Linked DNA regions of Gossypium hirsutum: region 2 is linked to region 1. A link is a contact called in public Hi-C data. All regions are on one chromosome and are shown on one strand. Each heading gives the region's core, a stretch centred on a gene start, on an enhancer-like site or on the middle of the called end of the contact. The rest is flanking DNA. Distances are from core to core; before and after follow the strand shown. Region 1 holds the start of LOC107904413 (NADPH:quinone oxidoreductase). Region 2 holds the start of LOC107904403 (DNA-directed RNA polymerase V subunit 7).

The links. Hi-C and Micro-C count contacts between places; a contact is called where the count stands out from the background.
Region 2: a contact with region 1 is called in a Hi-C map of leaf, with 2.0 times the contacts expected there. The contact joins the promoter of LOC107904403 here to the promoter of LOC107904413 in region 1. A contact is called at or near these places in 3 of 34 Hi-C or Micro-C datasets (all in leaf).

Annotation. Positions count from the first base shown.
Region 1 is chrA05:33,709,926-33,717,528 of Gossypium_hirsutum_v2.1, forward strand. LOC107904413 (NADPH:quinone oxidoreductase) reads right to left here and starts at 1,550. Exons shown (of 7, transcript XM_016830777.2): 1 at 1,138-1,550; 2 at 873-1,059; 3 at 600-685. The coding sequence starts at 638.
Region 2 is chrA05:34,023,439-34,030,098 of Gossypium_hirsutum_v2.1, forward strand. It overlaps LOC107904403 (DNA-directed RNA polymerase V subunit 7), which reads right to left and starts at 4,468. Exons shown (of 2, transcript XM_041112273.1): 1 at 4,318-4,468; 2 at 2,283-2,986. The coding sequence starts at 2,985. The coding sequence ends at 2,455. LOC107904401 (protein unc-13 homolog) reads right to left here. Exons shown (of 26, transcript XM_041112275.1): 26 at 5,940-6,552. The coding sequence ends at 6,403.

The sequences.
Region 1 (7,603 bases), core at 300-2,799:
TGTTAACCACTCATTCAATATCCTCCTCACAACCTCTTCTTTTTAACTACTTTTTTTTCAAGAATCATTAATATTTTTTTGTGATTATTTATATTTTTTCTAGGAATTATTTTTATTAAGAATTAAATATTATATTATCTAAGTTATATTTAATTTAAATAGATGTTTTGGATTTCATCTTCTCTTTTAGCTTTTAAGTATTTTTAGGAATTAAATATTATATTAAAATTAAAATTTATTATTAAATATACAGTCACTTAATTTTGGGTTATTAACAAATCAATCACATTAGTTTCATTTCAGTCATTCAACTTTTAAAAAAAATAAAACAGTCGCTAACATTATCAAAAAGTAACAAATCAATTATTTACTAATATTTTTTGTTATTGTCTTTACGAGATCACTGATGTGACAAATTAATTAGTTAATGTGACCAACTAACTTGTCACGTTGGGCAAGTAGTCAAAGGGTAAAAAAAAAAAGAAGATGATTAGTTAATGGTAAAAGAAAAATAAGAGAAATGTAGAAGAAGAAGAAAAAGAATAGGAGAGGAAAGGAAAGGAAAATAGGAGTAGCTTATCTCCATTACAAAAACAGACCATTGAACCTGGAGCTAGTTTTGCAAGATAAAGCCACATTGGACAAGCATCCAAGTCCCTTTGAAAGTCCTTTGAATAACCTGGAGCTTATCTCCATCAATTTGTGAAAGAGCAGATAAATACATGCAAACAAAACATACATATGGTTAAAAAAGAACTAGAAGAAAAAAACAAGAAAAAAAACTTGATTTGATGGCTGAATAAGTCCCTTTTTGCTCGTTTTCTTCTGATGATCTTTTATAGAGATGGACTTAACCAAACTTTCCTTCCTACCTTAATTACTGGCAATGACTAGCATAGATTCCTCATATGTGGCAGCTAGGGCAGAAGATACAGAGTTAAATGGCAGGCTTTCATCCAAGTTAGTTGTTGGAACCACCCCGGAATGTTTAGCTGTAGCTAATAACAACTTAGATGTTAAAGATTCAGTTCCAAGTTTTGGTTGTTGTACAGTGCTCCCCTGACAAGCATCCAAGTCCTTTTGAGCCTGAGATAAGCTAATCTTGCTAGCTAGAATTGAAGGTTTGAAGGACCTAACCTTTTCAACAGCAGAGAAGCTACTTGACAACGAGGAATCTACAACCTTTTCTCCAAGAGAAACAGTGATTGGCTTAACATTAACCTATACCGAACCATTGTTCTTTAAAGCCCAAAAAGCTAAACTTTTTTTTAATTGACATAGATAATGATTGAAAATACTGTTGACATAAAAAAGTGAGAAAAGGTTTGAGGGAGAAATAATAATAAAACAACACTATGAATTTGAGTTCAAGAGGAGTCTAATGGGAAGCGGAGTTGAATAAACATAGATTAGAGACTGAAGCTTCAAAAATTAGATGAGAGAATGTTGATTTTAGAATGGAGGATGAATGTGGGGGATAAGGATGACGATTCGTTACATTCAGTGTTTAGAGGATTCATTTGTAGAGATGCAGTATGGGATTGATTTGAAAAGTGGAGGCATCTCCATTTTTCTTCTTCTTCTTATTCTCCTCTTCCTCTTCTTCTTCTTCTTTTGTATAAACCCTAAATTGGTGCTAAAGGGGCTGTTAAAATTAGTGCTAACTGACCAGCTGAACGGTTAATGCCACCAAGCAATCCATCATCTATCATGTCATTTTACTGTTACATTTGTAATGAAAAACGGTTAAAATGGTTGTTTTATTATTTTTCTAAAGCTGAGTGACTGAAATAAAACTAATATAATTGATTTGTCAGTTACCCAAAATTAAGTGACTGTTGGTGTAATTTACCCTTATTTTAATAAAGTCCAACTGTTATCTTCAAAAAAAAATCCAATTAACATATAAATTTTTGAACATACTCATACTTGATTTAAGTTTTAAAAATTATTTTTATACAATAATTTTTTTATTTTAGAATATATTTTATTTTTAAATTACAATTATATGTTATTTTATTGTTCTCGCTTAAACAATCTAAAAAATTTATTAACAATAAATAATTTATCATTCAATTTATCTACAAAATAATTAATTAAATTACGCTCTATATATATTATAAATTATTCGTAATGAACTCAAGTGCAAAAAAATTCATCTATGTGAACTGCCACATGTACAAAGGCCGTTGAATCATCATTTATTAACTATCACATCAACAAATTGTTTATTTGACCAATTTTTTCAATTAAAATGCTCAATTAGATGTAAAAAATTTAAAAGGACTTAATTAATTTTTTAAAATATTTTTCTAGGATTTTATAAAAATAAATCCTAAATAAAAAAACACATAACAATTTTTTAACTTAATTGTAGAGTTGAAAAAACACCCATACTCACGAATAACAATCCATAAAAAGTAAAATACATAATTGAAAAATAGAACAAAGTTTGTTTCTTGAATGTTGAAACATTATTTCCTAAGTTATTTTCTAACATAATAAAATTTTCAACCCTTCCAAAATATAAGATGTATCTTATATCAAAAGTTGGATTACATTTTGTTTTCTCTATTAAAAATGGGTAAAGTAGTTTATATACGTTAAATTAAAGAGCAAACTATATGTTGTTAATATGAGAAATATTTTTTTAGAATAACAAATATCCACTTAATCATATGTCAAAACCTTAAATGTCTCAAATTAAAGAGTTAGTGAGTCGTGTCTGGTATTTGTGTGTAACTCCATTATCTCAAATGGTATCATATCTCACGATATAGTGTAAAAAATTCTTTTGTATATACATAATTAGCATCTATCATATAATATTTGAGTTCATGGTGCAAAAAATCCGTAACTTTAATTATAAAAAATTATATAAACTTGATTTTAAGAAAGAATTATACAAAGTTATAATTTTTTTATAATATGAAAATTAAGTAAAAAATAATATAAAATTTATAATATATAGAAAAATTATAAAGTGTCCTACAACTTTTATATAACAATATTTTTTTTCCATAAATTAGAATTTTTTTTTTTACAAATAAGTTAAATAAGCATATTACTTTGAAAATATATAGCATGTACATATAAATAAGTTTTGTTCATATTTATCGATCATAACTTTTTATAATTAAATATTTTATAACACTTTTATAACAATAATTTTTTTGAATTTTAACTTAAAAAATAATTAAATTTAAATAATATAATTTTTTATAATTTTATAAAATACACATACATTACTTTATAATATAATCTTTTAAGATTTATAATATAATAAATCATTGGCTATAACCATCCAAACACTTATGCATTTTTATGTATATAATATAAAAATTTATAACTTAAACTTGAATAAAACATTTAAATTGAATTTGGGTGTAATTAGGTGTGTAATTATTTCAATTCTTCCCCTCCCCTATAAATTGGGAAATATAATTGAGGTGCGCCAATTACATCCAATTCAGTAAAACTCACCAATTCTAATGGTTAACCAAACAATTATACCTAAATTCAATTATTAGACACCTTTATAAACAGTACCTAAAAGTTTCATTTGTTTTTACTATTACATTCCGACATAACTGACAGAACATATTTATCCATCTTAAGTCCAAAACCCCACATTTTAAATGAATCGGGCTTTATCACTGTTTATTATTAGGGTATTAACATAAAATAGTGCATATATTTCAAGTGGGCTGGGCCTAGAAAACCATTAATTCTCTCTTTGAACCCTGTCCGACACATGGTTCAACTTTTTGTTTTTTTGTGTTTGAAGTAAGTTTAACTTTATGGTTTTTGGAATCAGAATAGACTTGGAATTGATGGAAATATCGGTTCAAAGTAAGAGATTAGCGGTTCAAAGTAAGAGATTAGGTTGATTGGTTCGTAAATCAGTAAATATCGATTAAATTGATTAAAATTTCAATTGAACAGATGATTGAATAAGTTAATTTTTTTTTTTACTTTTTATAATTTTTTAATATTTTTTTATGGAATTAATTTAATTACCTATCCAATTCTGAAAAGTTTTATTAATTATTCGATTTTGGTGTATGGGTGAGTTGTGTAACCAAACATAGAAGTCCGGCAAGATAGTATTTGTGGTCTCTCCACTATCAACAGTGCAACATTATAGATTTTTTAAGTTGAAATTTTGTAGCATTGTCTGTTATCCATTCAATTTCTATATTTTTCTAATATATATGATAATTGAATGCTCGATTTTGCAATCCAAAAGAAAATTGTAGCTTACTAATAGTAAGGGGTTGTGTGACCTCAACAAACAACCATCCATCCGCTAGAGCCTCATCGTCGATACCAAACATGCCGGCGTTATGGTCAAAAGAGGCGTCACCATTGCATTTAGCACAATATCAACCAGTGGAGCATGCCATGATGACGCTGAATGGAACATTGAAGTATTCTCAATGCAAAGCTGCTATACTGCTATTGGGTCAGACAAGGCAAACCAGTTGTGAGCCTTCCTCAACTGCCAACGAAGAATGGTAGCAAGGCTTTTTAGCATAAGTTTTAAACGTATTATTATATTTTGTATATTTTTTATTATTAATTAATAATTTAAACTTACCTTACACCATTCAAAAAAAAAATCAAAACTTGATCTCGGAGAAATTACCGATTGAGTATTAGTTTGATTGACATTAACATTATTTCTAGTGTAGAAATACGTGGGTTCGAGTGTATTAAAATGCATTATTCTTCTATTTAAGAATTGAGAGTTATGAGTAGTCTTAAGTTTTATATAAAAAAGAATAGATATTATAAGAATTGTAATAAAATTAATATTAAAAAATAATACCAAAATCTTAAATAAAAGAAAATGGGTGCAGTCATTAACTATTTTTCCCCTTCTCTTCTCCCCGTGTATAAGTTTGAAAATAAGGTAAGATTAGATTGACAGCTTATTATGAAATTGAAAACAACCTCATATATCATAATCTTCCAACTTCTTGTTTGTTTTATTCCAAAATGACAAATTCACATTTGTAGTTTCACGTGCTACTTCAATTTAGTGATTTTTAATTGATATATATAAGTTATACAATAAATTTAAATAGGTATAATGACAAATTTAATCATTAATATTTTTATTTTTTTATTAATTTTACTCTTTATTTTTTTTATAAATAAAATTCATCATTAACCTTAAAAAAGAATCAAATTATTTTTTTCAACAAAAATATTAATTAAAACATTAATATTTCAACAATGTTGATATAATAATCTAAAAAGCGAAGAAATACTTGAAAAGATGACTAAACTGAAGAGTCTTCAATCGGCCTATGACATTCACTTGACAGATCTCAATCAGACTCTTACATCTTACTGTAGGGCGTAGGCTAAAGCTATCCCTTTGTGTTTTTTTTTTTATCGTAGTTGTCCCATGCTGGAAACTTTTGTTTGGTATTGGAAAATGGAATCCCCCAAAGCATCAACACCAAATCTTAATGAAATGGTTGAAAACATTAATTACACCCAATTGCAATAATCAATCTTTTCCTTTTTAACTATTAATGTAATTTAATCTATTCACCAATATTTTATTGTCTTCACAATCGATAGAAAATTGTGAGTTAAAGGGTTAAAAATATTTTTTTAATATTTTTTAAAAATTTTAGAATTACAACTAAATTAATAAATTTTGTATATTTTGAATGTTAAATTTATTAATTTTTTTTAAAATTCAAATTAAAATAAAAAAATATTGTAAATATTAGAGGGCTAAATTTATTATTATACTATTAAAGAAAGTTCACATCAACTTTTCATCGATCATCTAATGCGAAAGAGTGACTAAAATATTTAATTTCGAGAAATTTAGTGGTTAAATTCAAAAAATTAATAAATCAATAACCAAAATAAAATAAAATCAATAGTCTAGTATTTTTTTTTAATGTAAGATGTTGCTTGGACTTTAAAAAAGAATATAGCATTCATACAGAATAGATTATAAAATAGAGAAAACTAAGTGCCTCCTTTGGATTCTGGTTTAGGAAAGGAACACAAATGATGTAAATCCTTGTCCATCATCAGACTTGACTGCAGATTTAATCAATAAATATTCAAAGGCTGCTCAATATATAATTTTAATGCTGTAATTTTGTGAGTGAGGCACACTTAATTAGATCCAAAATACTTACAGCTTTTCCTTTTACAATTGAGATCACCAATATTCTTCTCCTAAATAATATAATTAAATTAATATTTGGCTGACTCAAAATAAGATTAATTTAAGAGGTATATTCCCTTTGGTCCCAAAGGTGAGAATGCTCTTAGTCTTCGGGTAATGAAAATCACTCTTCCATCATCATGATGTCAACATTTAAAATATAAATAAATTAATTAAAGAGATAAATATTAAATTTATATATGATTTTTTTTTCAATGTTTAATTTGATATATGAACTTTAATTTAGTATAATTATATACATGAAACTTAAATTGCATTATATATACATGAAATTTTAATTTTGATTCAACTGTCCATATTTTAAAAATTGAATAGATACTTTTATCTTCCTATTGGATTAATACAATTGTCTGTGTGCGCAAAATATCACATAAAATGGTGCTAATTTAATAATTTTGTCAATAATTTGTGAAAATTGAATCAAATTAAAATTTCATATAAGAAATTAATTGCACAAAATCAAAATTTATATATAACATTATATATTAACTTAAAATTATATATTAAATTAAAATTTTATGTATAGTTTTAATATTTATTTCTTAATTCAATCTAGTAAAATTTTATGTATAGTTTTAATATTTATTTCTTAATTCAATCTAGCAACAAGACAATGCTTTGACAACTATAAAAGATTTTTGTTAATTAAATAATATTTTAAATTGAACTTAATTGGTGGAAATTATAAACATTTTATTTCTAATGTAATCACATTGGAATTGGTCTGGTCTCCACTATAGTTGATGCAAATAATGTGTATTTACCTGAAAGTAAAGGTGATTTAGATAATTGATATTCAATTATTAATATTTGTATTTACTCCAAATTTATTACAGATAATATTTAGAATATTTAAATATAAATATTATTGGGATCAATAATATATAAATTTATGAATTCTAAGTTATAGTTTATTGGTGGGGTATTCATCTATTCCGAGAATAATTTGACTTCAAATCATCGCTGTAAAGAAAACAATATATAAATCTACAAATATTTAAATACACTATCCATAATGTCATACGTATTTCAATCTTTATTTTTATTTTTATTTTTGGTAGAATAAAGGAGCATTCATAAAAACTTAATAAAAGGTACGATATATAAAATGTCCAGCCTTATCAACATTAATAAAATTAAGCTAGGAGGATAATAATGAACAACAAAGTCAAGAGAAGCATTACGGGAGGAGAAACTTAGTGAAGAGAAGATGTTGCTGCATTTTCTTTCTAAAGCATCAGCACACAAGTTTCCTTTCTGTAAACATGAAGCAAACGACTACATCAGAAGGTCTCTAATAAAGTCCTACAATATAGAACCAAAGAACAAACAATAATAGATCTATTATTGTTGAAGTGGATGCCACTGCTACTTGTGCAA
Region 2 (6,660 bases), core at 3,218-5,717, 320 kb after region 1:
TCATTAGGGATTATATGTTTGGGTGATGGTCTTGGATGTCCTACGGATGGCTGAGGTCCTGCATTTGTTGCGGATTCTCCACAGCTCATGTGAGCAGCATCGTGTAGCTAACATCCCGACCCACAGCTCGTGTGAGCTTGCTCATTTCACAGCTCATGTGAGCATTATTGAAAAGGTTATGGTTATATGAAAAGGTGTTCCCAAGTATCCGATGTTATTCTATACGGTTCAATGGGTAAGTAAAATAATGGAAAGGTTTAGATATGAAATTATGGATATCGATGATTTTATGAAATGGTAAAATGAGATATGAAAACGAATGAATAAGGGCATTAATCACATATGTGAAGTAATGTGAGTAAATGTAACTCGTTTCATGTTGCATCTTATGTTTCATAGATGATGAATTGTTAAGTTATTTACTAATGATGTGAATTGTGGTGTTTAGGAAAGTCAAGTACTATATGATTTAATGAGCATGATTGAATGATTAAATATTAAAGAACGACAAGTTTAAGTTTCTCTTATACGAACTTACTAAGCATTAAATGATTACGTAGTTGTTTTCCTCTGTTCTATAGATCATCGGAAAGCTTAATTGGTTAGAATCCTGTCGGAGCCTATCACACTATCCGCTGATCATTTTAGTAGTTTTTGAACATTTTGGTTACGGTTATAAATGGCATGTATAAGGCTCATATGTAATAGGTGTATTTGTATATTCTTGGATACTTATTACAAATTTTATGTATTAAGCTTGGTATAAACTTACTTGTGTTTGTGCCTTTAATCTTGGTGTGAATATGTTTATATAAAGTTGTTTTGGTCTTTTGATATAAATCTTATTCAAATGGCATGTATAAGGCTCATATGTAATAGGTGTATTTGTATATTCTTGGATACTTATTACAAATTTTATGTATTAAGCTTGGTATAAACTTACTTGTGTTTGTGCCTTTAATCTTGGTGTGAATATGTTTATATAAAGTTGTTTTGGTCTTTTGATATAAATCTTATTCAAATATTTGAATCATAGTAGGAATGAATGTGAATGAATAAGAAGAAATTATAAGCTCGATATGAATTTTATATATTAACTTATAAATTTGAATGCAAATTAGTTGATGTGTCATGTGAATTGAGGTTGATAATTGAATTGTGGTGTCAATGAGGACACATTGATTAGGCACTTAGATTGATTGTTTTGGCATGTTTTAGGCTTGTTTAAATGTGTTTTTAAAGTATAGAAATGGTTTTTTTTATTTGGTTTAGTACTAAGTTTTGAATGAAAGCATGCCGTATTTTTGAAGCTTTTTAAGATGCACACAGCTTGGGCTTATCCACATGGCCGTGTGTGACACACAGCTGAGCAATATGCATGTTTATCACATGTCCTGCTTCAAAGAACCTGCTACTGTATGTAACTTTTATTGGAATGGTGAAAATGCTGAAAGGAGGGACTGGTTATGTAGCCCAAAGGGGCCCTTAAGAAAGCCAGGCTTATGAATCAAGCCTGACGTATTTTAATGGAACAAGTTAAATTGTTCAAAACACTATGGTACAGCAAATATAATTTTGATAGGGTTGAATCCAAAAAGTCAAGCCTCTTAAGTTTGGAGGAGTATACTACATGGAAGGGACGTGTAGATATCGCACCAATTGGCAGTTATGATGTCAGATGGGCACCTAAGAGAATGGGACAAGACAGTTGCGAATAAGATTAGTAATGCTACAGGTTTGAGTGTACTAATAAAAGGTGGAATATAAGTAGACTGTCAAACATTGTGAACATTCAGAAATAGCTTTGGGTATGAATGGAGTTGATACTTCCAGGAAAACCAGGAAGAAACACACATCATCTTTTTTATTACTCGTCAATTGCTACGACATTGGAAACTTCATTCTTTGAATGATTGTTAGATCAGCTATAAACCCTATTATGGCACAAGGGCCTGAGATGGATGCATGTGATGTATAAGGCTGCTTAGGTGGGCGAGTGTGGGAAGGAGACTTTAGGCAAATCAACTTGGACAAACAGCCGGAGCATAATGTGTTTGAACCAGCATACCATAATTGTGTTGCTTTCATTTCATATCTAGGGAAACAGGTAATATGCGACGGCATAACATGGGGTAATTCAACAGGTTGCTAACTGCACAATTGCAATACCTTGCAACACACTTCACAATTACAGAGCTCCTCTTATATGCGAAGCTAGTGAAGAAAAGTTTTGACACAGACACGATCCTTCAACCATTGATCCAAGGTATTAAAAAGGAGGCTGAACAATGCAACACTAAATTTATGAATATTGCAAATATACCATCACATCCATCACCTATAAGCGAGGAGTTTTACAAAAGCTATAAAACCAAGTTAACATCATAAGTTAGCCCTATAGTCGCAAAAACTACATGTTCCTAATACGTACATAGGTTGACCAAAGTCATATATTCAGGAAACTGGTCCTAAGTAGTCACCTTCCAAACTCACCAACGCCTGAAATTCCCTCTCGGCCTCCATCCATTTGGTCCCAATCACGATAAACCTAACGATCACATCTTTATCAATCTTTGAGTGTTTGTCGTTCATGAATATACCATTCTCCCCGGGCACATAGTGGTAGTCGGGCATTTTTATGTGAGACAAATATATGTTTTGGACTGGGCCACACCTCAAAAACACTCCATGTTTTAGTATCTTATGTACAACCCCTTGCAGAATCTCTCCTCTGTACATCTTGAATGTAATTCCGCTGAAGACAACAGGGAAAAGCACATCTCCTGAGTTCTGTCTAACTCTGCCCTCGCCAATGCTCTCTAGGGTTGTTACAGCCATGAAATATCCGAGATCCTTGGTGGCCTTCTTGCAAGCAAATTCATCCATAAGGCGGATCACTATTGCCTTTTTGAGCATCAAGCCTTTGGCATCCAAGCTGTCAGCAGGAATTATGACATTCCATGGCATCTGCACCTTGAGAAACATTCTGCAGAAAACAACATTAAAAACAAAAAAAAAACGAAACTCACAATGAAATTAATGTCCTTCAGAGCCAAAAAATGGTATACCAATCTAGAAGAATTCAAAAACTGAAAAAGGTTCACCTACAACTTAGTTTTCAACCACTTAAAACATTACCCAATTGTAATGAATAAACCCAACAATGCCCGTTTCACATCATCACTAATTCTCAATTCCATAAATACTGATAACACCAAACCGATAATCAAACATGAAGCAACAGAAAACAGATACTATGAATGGAAAACCATGCCATTTCCTTCAAAAGAAATTGAAATTTTCTAAACAAAACAAGGTGAGCAGATTCAGTAGGCTCAACGACCCACAACTCATAACTAAATTTTCATAGTCATTGACAAATCGGAACATTACCATTGAAATTCTTCACAAAACAAGGGAAACCCTTTTAAAAGCAAAGTAGTTCCAAACGAATGTGTATGATTAACAAACTCCCAGAGGTGTTATACCTACGTTGCTCTGACTCATCTCTTTTTTTGTTTGTGTGAATTATCCATGTTTGCCATACATCCGAACAAGGGTATGGGATCATAACCTCAAATGATCCTCCAAATGCAAGGGAAAAAATAAGAAAAAAAGTGAATATATCATGCATATATGGGTGTGGGGTTCTGAACCTCCAATGGTCCTCCAAATGCATGAAATATTTGAACATACTGTGTTGGACACGTACCATATCCGGCTATCACACTCGAGTCCAAGTAACATTGATCTAAACTATCATCATTACATTACATGCCCGATTAAACAACAACAATAGTGATAATCCATAAACACAAACGAAGGCAATTTTCTGATCCGCATCCACACATACTACCAGGCAGAATTCGTGATTAAATCCTGAATATAGAATCTCACCCAACTAATCAATCTTCTCTAAAGAAAAACATCAACTTAATTCAATACAGAAACCAAAACATAAACTCCATGTTAACATCCTCTTAATATTAAAACCCACAATTTTATCATTAAAAAAATTCAAGAAATGCAAAAAAAGAGAACTCAACTAGTCGAAATCACAAGCCATTCGGAAAACAATCAAAGAACAAGAAGAGAACCACCTTGAAAAACTTTTCATCTGTTCAATCGAACATGCAATAGAATCAGTCAAAGAAAAGCCCAATGGAAATCATATATCTCGAACTAAAAATGAAATACTTTAAAAAGAATCAAAATTAGGAGAACAAAAGATTCAGATCAAGACAAGGTAAGTGGATGAGGTTTATTTTGGTGAATAATATAACAAATATTGCAGATTAGAGGTGAAGCAAAACTAACCTGTAAAATAAACAAGGAAAGAGTGTGAGCTGCTAAAGAGTGAAACTGGTAATGACCTGTCAGGCTGCTGTGGACTTAAGAGTAGAAAGAAAAGAAAAAATGATCTTCCCTGCCCTAAAGCTCTAAATTGTTCGCCTAAAATTGGGTTTAATTTGTAAAACCGATAATGGACCTTGGACATGGGCCTTTTTTTAAAAGAATGTCACAAATTCCGGTCTACTGTATTTCTCTCTTTTTTTCTTTTTAGTCTGTAATTTTTTGTTTTTTATCGATTTAAAGCTTTTTGCTTTTTCCTTTGAAAATTCAAGTTAGAACTATAATTCAATCAGTTTATTCTTGATTCAACCCTACTATACGTAGATGTATAGTTACTCACGTATAGTTACCCATCAAAAAGTAATGAGGGTGTAATCAAGAGGTGACGTAAACGTCTTATTCTTGATGGGATTTGAATCCCTGACTTATATTATTGTTAAGGTAAATGATACCATTTGAGCTCCTTGAAAATGTCAGCCTGATTCCTCAACAAATCCATCTATGATTTGACAAAAAGAAATTGTCTATAATTTTTTTTCTACATTGCCAAACAATAATTTAAATAATAAAAATTAAAGTTCAATAAAAATAATGAGATGATTATTTCTTAATTTTCCTTTTTAACGTGGAGCTAATATTTTTAAGTTAAAAGGTATTAGATAGAAAGAAGGGTAAGTCTAAATTGCAACCGCAAATTTATTTATAGAAACGATGGGAAGTGTCACATGCATAACAAATAATACTGTGAACTATTTTGTAGCTGTCTTTTTCATCATGCCTATCGTATTTAAAAGAGTATAATCAAGAGATTTGTGCAAAGTCTACTAAAGCTTAATACTTTAATCAAATAATGTACAAGCCAACTAAATTTTTTTATTTATAATATATTTTTATTTTTAATTAGTATTAAAAATTCTCAATTACACCTCAACTTTAAATATAAATAGTTTAAATATGAAAATTAAGTTAATTTTTATTAGGTAAAAAGTAAGACCCAAGTTGAATTTTTAACTGAAATCGAGCTTAAGCTCTAGAAACAAAACTTGAATTTAAATTTAAATTCAAGTTTTACTCGAGTTTTTTTAGTGATCACATTTATCAACTTCTAATCAAATAAAAATTTCCGATAAATATCATAACTATCATAATAATATTCATTATATACCTTACAAAAAAAAGATTACATTCATAACCACAATCTAAATCATTTATTAGCATTCTACTTTATTCGCAAGGTCAACATAAAGGTTAATATAATTTTGAACCCTAAATTTAATTACTAGATCCATTTTAATATATATATTGATTTTAGTTCTTAAACTTGTCAATTAAGTTCACTTAATCCTAAAATATTTAAAATATATATAAAAATTTAATAATGTGATACTTTAAAACTATGCCACATCATTACTTAAAAAAGATTGAATCTAATGACATAACACAATTTTAAAATGCCGCGTTATCAAACTTTTACACTCTTTCAAATTTACTAATCAAAATAGATCCAAATACCAAAGTATCAAAATAAACTAAAAAAAAAGGTAAACATCAAAGTGGGCCAAAATTCTACTGAGGAAGCCACATGCTACTTACCAGAGCACTTTTAACTCGTTCCAAATCCATAAATGTCGAATACAAATGAGTCCGTACAGGTATGCAATTTTTTTTTCCTTTTAAAAAAAATCTATATATTTGAAAGCTAAAAATCTCAAACTCAAGTTTGAATGTATGGCGAGTATCTTAGGAAAAATGAAAGCCAGGTAACATAGCTCCAAAGGCTCAAAACAGCTGTACTTGGCCATGGTATGGTTTCCATCTCATATACACAACTCAAATGTGATTATGTAAACATACAAAGAGAACAGAGTGATTTAAAGATGCCATAAAGAAGGATGAAAGAAAATCCAGTTGTTTTCTCTTACAAGGGAGTGATGAACTTATATTTCACACAAACCGGCTGATGCATATTTGCCATTTTCTCCTACGTCAAGCCAGATTTCAAGTCAACGCTTTCTCCTACTTCAAGCCGATTCTGAGTCGAACTACAGCCTATGCAGAAGACTTGGGTATCTTATACTGCTTCTTGACAAACTGGGATGCCTCTGAATCAGCCCTGTGGCATAGTATTCTCAGTAGAGTCTGGTTATCAGCACCTAGTTTGCCACTTGAAGATCTCAAGTCCTCGACCAATTCTCGAGTCTGCAAATGATAAAGTCCAAAAATAAATAACATCATATCTCCAATAAATTTGAAAAATACTCGTTTGCAGGAAATCTAAAAGATAGTCCTTTGCAGGAAAAAGAAATG